Regions from separate parts of the Sus scrofa genome. Here region 2 is linked to region 1. Evidence: chromatin contacts called from public Hi-C data. All regions are on one chromosome and are shown on one strand. Each heading gives the region's core, a stretch centred on a gene start, on an enhancer-like site or on the middle of the called end of the contact. The rest is flanking DNA. Distances are from core to core; before and after follow the strand shown.

Region 1 (5,267 bases), core at 1,573-4,072:
CGAACCACTGCAGCGGGTTTTCTGACTCCCTCCTGTCTCCGCAGGGTGAGGGCCCCGAGGAACCGGAGGCGCGGGGGCCCTGTTCTGGTCCCAGGGCCTGGGGACACCTGCCGCCATGGGCCAGAAGGAGGATGGATGTGGACACAACCCTGGGAGTCTGGTCTGGTCACAACAGCACCTCTGCAAAACCAAGGCAAGCATTGGGGTCCCACGTCCAGGAGTGGGGTGACAGCCTGAGGACCAACGTCCAGAAGGTCCTGCTGTCTGTCTGGCCTACCCAGGACTCCCTGCACCCCACAAAGATTCTGCTGTGCCATGAAGGCCACCCACTCTGTCTCTAAGGTTCTGAGGCTGAAGAGGGTGGGGGAGGCTCTGCAAAGGCATCTCCTGTACCAGCGTCCGGAGGCCTAGGGCCACCCCAGCTGGATGTGGGTGAGAGTGACACCGGCCACCAGGACCCCAGTGGGTCCACGTGGGTTCAGCTGTTCAGCTCCTCTGATGTGCTGTCCCCACCCACAGCCCCCGCACTGCCCAGCCTGCCCCGGGCATGGTGACGGCCCCAGGAGGTGGCCTAGCCCCTGGCAGGTTAGGAATGCTTCTCTGGTGGCCCTCATTGCTCCCCTTTCCTATGAAACACAGTGCGTGAGAGGATGTGCTGAGTCCTGGGAAGCTGGATTCGGGGAGCTGGGACGCCTCTGTATTGCTCACCCAGGCAGGTGCCACCAGTGGGCAGCTGAGTGGGAGGTGGGCTGGCAGCTAGGGTGCCACAAGCCTGGACTTCTTTCCTTGCCTGGGAGCTGTGAAGATGAGGAGGATGGGCAGAGAGGGTGAGCAAGGCCCAGGAGAAAATGTGGTGGCATCAGAGCTGACCTGGGGAATTGGGGGTGGGGTGGGCGTAATGAAAGCATAAAGATGGACGAGTGACCGCATGCACACAGGGAAGGGCTCTGAAGGCTGGGAGAGCCCGGGGAGCAGCCAGATGAGGGCTGCTGGGGATGCTGTGGGACTCATGAGAGGTTGGGGAGCCCCGGGCCAGGAGGAGGTGAGAAGGTCCCTGTGTGGCCTGAGCTGTGGCTTGTGGGTAGAATGGGGGTACAGCCAGGCACTGTGGCCCACTGGAGCATTTCTCAAGGCACCAGGTCTGACGGGGCACTGCTGGAGGACAAAGTCCTGGGTGATCATGGGCCGGGGGTGACGGAAGCAATTCCTTAGGGGCAGTAATCACTTTCTGGTGCCCACATCCTTCCCTCTGGGAGCGGCTGGTGGTGGGTGGGCAACAGGGGAGTTGGTCAGCCGGGCTTGCAGATCAAGCAAGGGCTGCTATGGAAACAGCAAGGGGGATAAGGGTGGTGGGTGTAGGGTGGGACACCGAGAAGCCGTTACTCTCAGGCTGGCCTGGGCCAGTGTGGCCCGTAGGCAGTGGTGGGAAGTGGAGCCTCTGTCTAGACCCTGGATGGCACCTGGGAGAAATCCAGGAAGGATGGGCCAGCTGGGGTGAGGCCTCAGCCAGTCCCGCCCACAGCTCTTTGGAAGTTGGGGCTCCTCCCCAAGTGACAACCTGTATTTCTTGGATGCCTACTGGCCCAGGCTGGGTCCCACCTGCCTGCGGACTTAGGAAGAGCAGAGTCCAAGCCCACCTTGGTAGGGTCCTGGCTGGCTCGGGGGCAGCCTGCCTGGAGAAGGGGGAGAAAGACGCTGGATATCACCAAAGGCTTAGCACTCGGTCACCCTGGCTGTGCCGTCCAACTGCCCAACTCCTGGGCACTTGCTTCTTTCTGTGCCCTGGCCAGACTAGTGGCAGTCCTCCTGCCAGGGTCTTCCCATTCAGGGAGCTACGGGGGCCTGTGGGCGCCGACCTCTGGAGCCCTGGGCCAGTGGACACCATGTGGGCGGCTAGAAAGGGCCGCGACCCGGCGTGCGCCTGCGGGGCCGACTGAGGGGGCCCGTTCGTCCCTACGCTCGGTACCCGAGCCACTTCCCCAGGAGTCCAGCGCAGTTTCCGGCGCACCTTCACGAGTCACCCTCGACGCAGCCCTGACCCCGCCCCCACCAAGGCCCCGCCCCCACCGACACATTAGAGCCCGCCCACTTGCTCGGGCTCTGCGTCACGCCTCCGGTCCGCCTAGACGCCTTTGGCCCCGCCTCAGCTTTCGAGGCTCCGCCCCCACGTTCGAAGCCTGACCCGCTACGGTCTTGCCTTCCCTGCGCTCCGGCTCGGTCTCGCGCTCTCGGCCCGGCTCCCACTCTCTTGGCCCCGCCCCACGTCCTCGGCCGCGCCCACACGCCCGGGCGTCGCCTTTATCAGAGGCTCCGTCCCACGCGTTCTTCGCCCTGTCACGGCGCAAGGGCTGGGCTTTGCGTTCCCGACGCAGACCCTAGGCCCCGCCCTCGCTCCCAGCCCGCCCCCGCGCTCTTGGCCCGCCCCGCGCCCCGGGCCCCGCCCCCGCACTTCCGGGCGGCGCCGGCGGGGGCGCTCCGGCCTGGGCTTCGGCGCTCTGGGCTCGGGCTCCCGGCTTGGGGAAGGGATCGCGGTCGCCCCCGCCGCCGCCGCAGCCGCCTCCACCGCGGGCACCACCGCCGCTACACCGGCCAGAGTCGGGCCGGAGCCGCGACCCCGCGGAGCAGGCCGGTGGGAGTTGGCGAGCGGCCTCGGCGGCGCCCCTGCGGCCTGCCCCGCGCCCGCCTCCGGGCCGACGCGCCGCCGCCGCCGCGATGGGGGCCGCCCGGGGCCGCGCCTCCGCCCCGTCCCGCCGGCCGCGCCGCCGCTGAGCGCATGGGCCGTACCGCGCCGTGCCGCTCCGGGAGCCGGGCCCGGGGCCCCGCCGCCGCCGCCGCCTTCGCCTTCGCCGCCGCCGCCGCCGCCGCCGCGCGGGTGAGTAGTGCGGCCGGGCGCGCATTCCTGAGGGGCGCGGGCCTGTGCGGCGCCCATTGTAGGCCGCGCAGGCCGGGCCTGGCGCGGGACCCGGAAGAGGGGCTCTGAGGCTGTGCGGGCCCCGAGGGTGTGCGGGTTTGAGTGTGTGAGGAAGGGGTGTGGGTCCGCTCTGAGGAGGGCAGGTGTGTCCAAAAAGGGATGCTGGCGAGTGATGGAGGAGGCGAGGGCCGTTGACACTGGCGTCTCCGGGTGGGCCAGCGTTTGGGATTTAGTTCAGAAGGGGCAGCCACTTGCTCTAGTCGGGGGCGAGCAAGACTCAGTTCTGAGAAGGGCTGCGGGGTCCTGCTCTAAGAGGCTGGGGTCTGCAGCTGCTGTTTGATGGGGTGGTGCCAGGTGCGTGCAGTGGTCCCTGGGCCTGGGGCATGGGGTGGGGTGTGGGCGGGATGCAGAGGGACCCCGGACAGAAGCAGGACCCTGGGTGCAGTGTCCCTCCCCTCTTCTAACAAAAAGTAGAGGTGAGTGAGGCTGAGACCCAAAGAGGGCGCTCCCTCTGAGGCAGCGGTGCCAGAGGCTGGGTCTAGGCTGTGGTTTGGCCCGCGTGAGTGGCTTTACTCTTTCCGCGGCTGCCTTGCCCCCCAAACTCTCTGTTGGGTGAACATCTTAGACTCTCCGTCAACCCTGCGTTTTGGAATTCCATCCCTCTTGAAACCAGAGCTGTGAAACTTAGAGCTTAGCATCCAGGACAGCAGAGAAGAATAAATACACCAATCCTCGGGGGTGTTTTTTTCTCAGCCCGTCTCTAGATAACCGATAAAGAGTTATTGTGCCTCTCCGCCCCTCCTTTTTGTCGTCCTTGTGTTCTCTGCTTCCTCAGGAAGAATTTCAGGCGTTCTGGGACCGAGCCCTGTTTTGGAGAACACACGCAGGCTCAGCCTGGCCCCCTAAGATAGCGGTCGGTATCTGAGTTCAATTTTAGGAGCTGCTATTCCAGGATGAGGACGGGAAGGCGTATGCCAAATGCATTGTTTCTGTTGGGTTTTCAGCAGGTGTTGAAGTTTCTTGGATTTCTAGTTTCAGAAAAGCTTTTCGGGTTACACAGGTCATTGAGGATTTAGCTGGTTGGCGGGATGACATGTGAAACGGCGGGCCCGGCCTTTCAAGAGTTTAATTAATGGGCCGACGGGAACGTGTCAGAGTCGCACTGCTGTTTCTGCGCGCCTCGAACCTAAGAAGCTCCTGCTGCGGCTCAGCGGGTTAATGATCTGGCTTGTCTCTGGCGCTGCTGGTTCAATCCCAGGCTCGTTGCAGTGCGTGAAGGAGTGGGCGTTGGCGAAGCTCTGGCATGGGTCACAGATGCTGCACGGGTTCCATCCGTGGCTGGTAATGTCTGTGTGCCGTGGGTGTGGCTGAAAAAAGAAAAAACAATTCAGATGGTATATTTGAGTGAAATGAATGCGTACGTACACACCTATAGCACCGAGGCAGCTGCCGTGGTGCCCAGGCATGCCTGGCAGGGACCGAAGGAGCGTTTCGGTGAGGTGTCAGGGTTTCCGATTCCCTTTGTGGCTTCCCTTTATTGATGGTGGCTACAGACCGTGGGCCAGAGTCAGTGTCGGTGGGGACTGGACTCTGACCTCAATGGATGTAAATGCCTCACGGGTGGTACACACACCCGACGTGCGCTGCAGTTGTCCGTGGGAACCCAGACATTTCGGGAATGGGCTCGTGTTTCAGCACCAGCAGGAACTGGGAGCGAGGTTCTCGTGCTTCCAAGGCCCCGAAGTTCTCCTGTCCGTTGACAGCGGAACATAGGTATGGATTTTAAGATGTTCCTTCTAGGCTAGGAAAAACTAGTTTAAGTGACATGGGGGGCTTGTTCACACACGAAGTAAAAGTTAGTCCGTTAAAGCAGTGCATTTTCATGACAGAGGACTAAGTCTTTCACTGGCTGCTCTTTCTGTAGCACAGTCCTTCAGTGCCTGCGAAGAGCCAACATTCAGCGTCTGTAGGTGGTGTTTTCCTTAATGGCGATGAAGTAAGTATTTATTGGTGCCCATTACTTGCAGGACCTTGTGTTAGATGCTGTGAGTCCTGCAGAAAATGTTTAACTCGGGCTGCCACAGACCACTCCTGTGGCAGAAAGGGGCACTTTAAGAGAAAGTGACGGTGACTCGGAATTAGCCTCCCAGTCAGACACAGTGATGTGTTTTTCTCAAGGCTGGCGGATCCCTGCAAGGGTGAGGCTCAGGGACCAGGGGTGGGTCCTCTTTCCTGAGCTGGTGTCCTTGACGGGAGAACCCTGGATGGCCGCGAGCAGCTGTGGAGCTGGGACACCAAAGGTGCTCAGTTCGTGTTGATGGCACTCAGACAAAAAGCACCTTGGCAGTTTCAGTGG
Region 2 (5,267 bases), core at 1,985-4,484, 200 kb after region 1:
CAGATGGTGCTCCGAGGGATGTGGCCACAGTGCTGCTGCTAGGGCACCTTCACGGTACACATTGCGTGGTGACAGGCTCCACCCCCACAGGCCCCAGGCAATCCTGCTCCCTGCTCCATGCTGGGGAGCTAGCCCTGGCACTGCCAGCTGCTGTGGGGAGGAGGCGGTCTCGACCGTCCTGATGCTGGGCAGCTCCAGTAGGGGCCCTGTGTCAGGGCACAAGGCGGGCAAAAGCAGCCCCTCACAGTCAGACTGTGGTCCCCATGAGACGCCTGCCCTGCGGGCCACCCCAGGCGGGCCAGGGCCAAGCTCCCGTGCCAGGTGGAACAGAGCAGGCAGGCACCTCTAGCAATGAGCATTCTTCCCAGTGGGTCCTGGACCCAGGCCCTCCCCAGGTGACTGAGCTGAGGCTCTGCAGGGACAAGTGCGGCCAGAGTGGCCGACTGCACAAGGACAGGTGGGTCCTGCTCAGGGACGTGAGCCCAGCAGTGCCAGGGCTGGGGCCTATAGACGCCACCCGGTGATGACCGCTTCGGCAGAAGGCACACTGCTACATTTACGTTACCTGTCCCAGAAATGCCCGGGCCAGGGGGACTGCGGGCTGGTCAAAAAACTCGGATCCCAGGCGAGCAGGGTGGCCCTTTAGGCTTGAGAAATAGATGCTGCGCTGGGGGCCTGGGGTCATGGGCGGCGCCATTCGGGGCTCCTTGGAGGAAGATATTTGGGCCCCATCGGGTGGGGCCTGATGCCGCTTTGCCGTCAACAGTCGCTGCTTTTTCTGCCCCATCCTTCGGGAAAGCTGTCGTGGGGAAGGACAAACAATGACCTCCGGAGCTCAAGGACGCAAGTGCCTGGCTGCCCCCTCAGCTGGGAAGGGGCCCTCCCCGACCTTCGCGGCCCTTGCTGGGACCCAGGGGCACTTGGGAAATGACTGCATGTGAAGGCAGGCTGGTGGTGGCAGTGACAAGGTGGCCCCTCTTCTCCATGTGTCACCCACAAGCAGGAGTGACACGGCCCAGTTTGCAAACAGCTGCAGGGACTGAGGAGGAGACAGTGGCACCAAGCCTGGGACGGGAGGGTTGGTACCCTCCGATCGCCACCCACATGTGTTCCCTATGGGAACTTCGGAACCCTGCCCTTTGCACCTGACACCGGCCAGGACTCGTCAAACAGCCGTGACCTCGGTGGGGCTGGGTTCAGGAACAGGCTGTGGGTCTTGAGTCATCCACACCCCTCCCCCGTGTTAGCAGGGCTCCCACTGTGCCAGACCCTCCTAGAACGGCCCAGGACTGACATGCACGTGAGCACCAGGCAGACTGTCTACTTGACCCCAGCCCACGTGCCCAGGGCACGACCCCCAATGACGCCCCAACTGTCCTCTGCCTCATGACCCAGATGTCAGTCTAAGGACAGTGAGGTCCGAGGAACGCCGAGGTCTGCAGACACCAGCACCCCATCTGCTTCCCACCTGCTGCCAAAGGGCCCGGGAACCTGACCACACACCCCAGCCACGCTGGGACCAGCTGCTCTCGGATGACAAGAGCAGGTGAGCACTGGGGCCTGCAAACACCCTCCCCGGGGGCTGAATCCAGCGCATCCCTAGCAGCTGACTGTCCTTTAGGTTTTGTGGCCACACCCACAGCATGTGGAAGTTTCCGGGCCAGGGAGGGCATCTGAGCTGAAGTTGCTGCAATGCAACACAACGCCGGATCCTTTAACCCACTACACCAGGCTGGGATCGAACTGGCGCTGCCACGGGGACAAGCTGGATCATTAACCCACTGCACCACAGTGGGAACTTCAGACCCATTCTTAGTAGTAGGAGTAGCATTTTGTCTTTTTATGGCCGCACCTGCAGTGCATGGAGGTTCCCAGGAGAGGGGTCAAATTGGAGCTGAAGCTGCCGACCTACATCACAGCTCACAGCAATGCCGGATCGTTAACCCGATGAGGGGGGCCGGGGATCAAACTTGCTTCCTCATGGATACTAGTCGGGTTCGTTAACTGCTGAGCCACGACAGGAACACCCTGATTATTTTTAATATAAGTACTGAGAGCCTTTGTTGCCCAGAGCCCGCCAGGCTGCTGAGAACGGAGAATGCCGTGACCATGTTTGCTGCCCAGCCCATCTGCCAACACCCACCATGGGCTCAGACTCCGGGACGTTGTGGCCCCTGTTCCTACCCCAGGTTTGGCCCCAGCCTGTGTCGAGGCACTGGGCTTGCTCTGGATCTCTGCCATGACCCACCCTGGGCGGTGGGGGACTCACAGCGCTGCCCAGGGTCTGAGGTTCAGAGAGGCCTCTGCGCCCCACTGCACACCGAGGATTTGAACCTGCCTCAGAGCAAGCAGTGGGGTGACCCTGCCATTGCGCCAAGAGCAATAGCTGCCCCAGAAAGGGACCTAAGGTCTCTGTGCATGTGTTTCACCTGCAGGAGAACCAACGTCCTGCTGCACAAGATGGTTCTGAGAAGGAGAAGCCAGGTAAGCGCCTGGCCGGGTACAGCCAGCACTCACTGAATGGTACCAAGACTCACCTTCCCACCCGGGATGCCTCTGGGCAGAACCTGGGGTCAAAGGTCTCCTGCCCGGCTGGGCCCAGCCAGTGAAGGGCAGCAAACAGCCGTCTAGGTGGGGGCGTCAGAGGGACCCGCCAGGACTCCATCAAACCTGAGCAAGTGGGGGTTCGTAGAAGCGGACAGCATGCATCCGCCCGAGAAGGGCAGTGAAGTGAGGAGTGGCGAAGTGGCTCCTCGGGTCAGTGCCGCGTCATTTCCGTGGCGGGCGGGCTGAAGCACCTGAGCCTCCGAGTGTCCGGCAATTACACCAGGAAACCGGTGCCAGGCTCTCCTCCCAAATCGCAGGGGCGACCTGGCGCCTGGCCTCGACTTTGCTTCTGGCCAACAGAACAGCGGAGCCGGCGCGACCCCCGCCGGCAGGCGCCCGTCTGGGAACTGCAAACCCCGAGGGGCGGCCGGCGCGCACGTTACTGGTCCCTCGCCGGCCCGGGGCTCACAGCGCGTGGGGGTGCGACCCCGGGGGACAGTCGCGCCCGAACCCTGGCCCTTGGCCGGGCGCCGAGGGAGGAGCGCGTTCCCTGGGCGCGCACTCACCTGGCCCAGCGGCGCGCGGGAACCCGGAGGCCCCATCGCGGCTCTCGGCGCGCAGCCCACCCTGGAGCGGACCCGGAAGCGCCGGGCAGCCGGGGGGTGGAGCCGGCGCCTGCGCGGAGGGGCGGGATCCGGGGCGGGGCCGAGCGGGCTCCCGGCGCCCCGCCTCCCGCCGGGGGGGGCGGGCCCTTGCGGGGCGGGGTGCGGAGGGGAGCCGGCAGCTGGGGTCGAGGCGAGCCCCCCGCCCCGCGCCCCGCGCCCCGCCAGTGACGCGGCCCCGCCCCACTTGCTCCCCCGACGCCCCCAGCCGCAGACCGCTCTCCAGCGCCAGCTGGCCCTCAGACTGAGAGCCCCGGTCCGTCGTGAACCGTAATTGGGCCCTAGAGGGCCCCCGCTGGAGGGGTAATGGTTTGGGGCGGCCCCGACTGTTCGGAGACGCGCGCGTGGAGTGCACGTGGGGAAGTGGCACCCCGGCCCTGGCCCTTGGACCAGCCTTCCTGGACCGCTGCGCGCCTGGGGGGCATTTGGGTGGCGAGGACACGTTGGAGTGGACTAGAGAGACTTTGTCCAGGAAGTGGACATCTGGAAGCATGCCCCTCCGCCCCGGCCTGGTCATCACTTACTGGTTGATTCCAGGACGCCTGTCTCTGCCGTGGGGCCCCCACCACTCCCCTACGAAGGATGCTGAGAGGAGTCAGCATCCTGCTGGAGTGAAGCCAGCCTCCGGAAGAGGCTGAGGCCAGCACCAGGACTGTGGGGACCCGTGAGCACCCCTCTTGCAGGGCAGTGGCAGGAGACAGTATGAGGTATGCCACTGTCCTCTGGGGCAGTACAGGGAACACCCCTCTCCTGAGTGGAAAACCCTTAAGGAGCATGTCCCCATGCTGTCTTTGACTTGTGTCACCTTGGCCCTTTGAGGGGGACCCCTGGGGGCCATAAGGAGCTGCTGGGTAAAGATGGTGTCAGGTGAGATGCTGGATGGGCCACGTGACTGTGACCCCACCAGACTGAGGCCCGCACGTGAGGGTGGCCCCCGGTCTTGGGGCACCGTCTTGGGGCACATCCAGCTGGGAAAACCCTGATCCCCAGAGCTCCTCCCCTCCCCCTCGTCCTCTTCTTCCTCTGACCGGCCCTGGGACCCACTCCAGCCCAGGCCCAGGCCCAGCTGTACTCCCCCTTCCCCCAGGGCCCCAACCAGGACTTCCTGTGGCGGGAGGGGCAGCAGCCTTTCAGCCGCCTGCTGGAAGCCACCCAGCTGTTTGTGGCACTTTGTGCCGCTTCCTTCCGGGGGAGGGCACTGTGTCATAAATACCCCTTGGGAGGCAGCCTGGATGTCATTCCCACCCCTTTCTTTCCTCCTTACCCCCTGCAGCCATTCTGCCCAAACAATGAGTCCCCTTTCCTGCCTTCCTGTGCTCACTCCCCCCGTTCCCCCTCTCCTGCCTGCCCCCCGGAGGGAAACTGAGGCTAATCTGGCCTAGTCCCCCTGGTGGGGGCCGGGCCGGGCCGGCCCGGCCAGGGCGGGGTGGGGGGGATGCTGTTTTGCATTCACTTGCATTTTGATTTCACGATGGGTGCACGCTCCTTGCAGAAATTTCAGGGAGTCCACACATTCCTGATGGGGAGTCTTGTCCCCAACTGGAAATGAGGAAAGAGACTCAGAGGGCAGGCCTGGCCTCCAGGAGGAGGAGGAGGAGGCAGGGCTGGAACCAGCAACCCACTTCTCCAGATGTTCCACCCTGAGTGCAGGGGCTTGCACAACCTCTGTGTGTGTCCCCCTGCCCCACCCCCCCCGCCCTGTTTGTGGTTTGAGGCTCCACCGCAGGCCGGAAGTGGTGGGTTGAGCATTCCCACTGTGGCCTGAGGAGCTGGCTGGGGGTGAGAAGGTGGTGCAGGGCTGGAGGAGGTGCCTGGGGCCTTCTCGGTCCTGCTGCTGGGCTTCGAGAGGCATGTTGGAGGATGGCGATGGAAGATGAAGGCGGGGACCCTCTCGATACTGTGAAAAGTGTCGGTGCTGGCCTGAGCTGCTCTGGGCCCTGGCAGGCCAGGCCACAGCCTGAGGAGGTGCCAGCAGCCCCTGGTGCCTCGAGAGAAAGGACAGAGGCTCCCCCAGCCACAGAGGCCAGCAGCCTGTTGAGTGTTCTCTCCATGTAGGCC

Evidence for each region. A called contact is a pair of places that touch in the nucleus more often than the background predicts.
Region 2: a contact with region 1 is called in a Hi-C map of heart right ventricle, with 5 times the contacts expected there. The contact joins the promoter of MPG here to the promoter of AXIN1 in region 1. A contact is called at or near these places in 2 of 47 Hi-C or Micro-C datasets (fetal heart ventricle and heart right ventricle).

The regions. Positions count from the first base shown.
Region 1 is chr3:41,342,086-41,347,352 of Sscrofa11.1, forward strand. AXIN1 (axin-1) reads left to right here and starts at 2,823. Exons shown (of 11, transcript XR_002342476.1): 1 at 2,823-2,872.
Region 2 is chr3:41,545,105-41,550,371 of Sscrofa11.1, forward strand. MPG (DNA-3-methyladenine glycosylase) reads right to left here and starts at 3,235. Exons shown (of 5, transcript XM_013987736.2): 1 at 3,114-3,235; 2 at 566-799. The coding sequence starts at 3,149. It overlaps RHBDF1 (inactive rhomboid protein 1), which reads left to right and starts at 3,336. Exons shown (of 17, transcript XM_021086953.1): 1 at 3,336-3,916.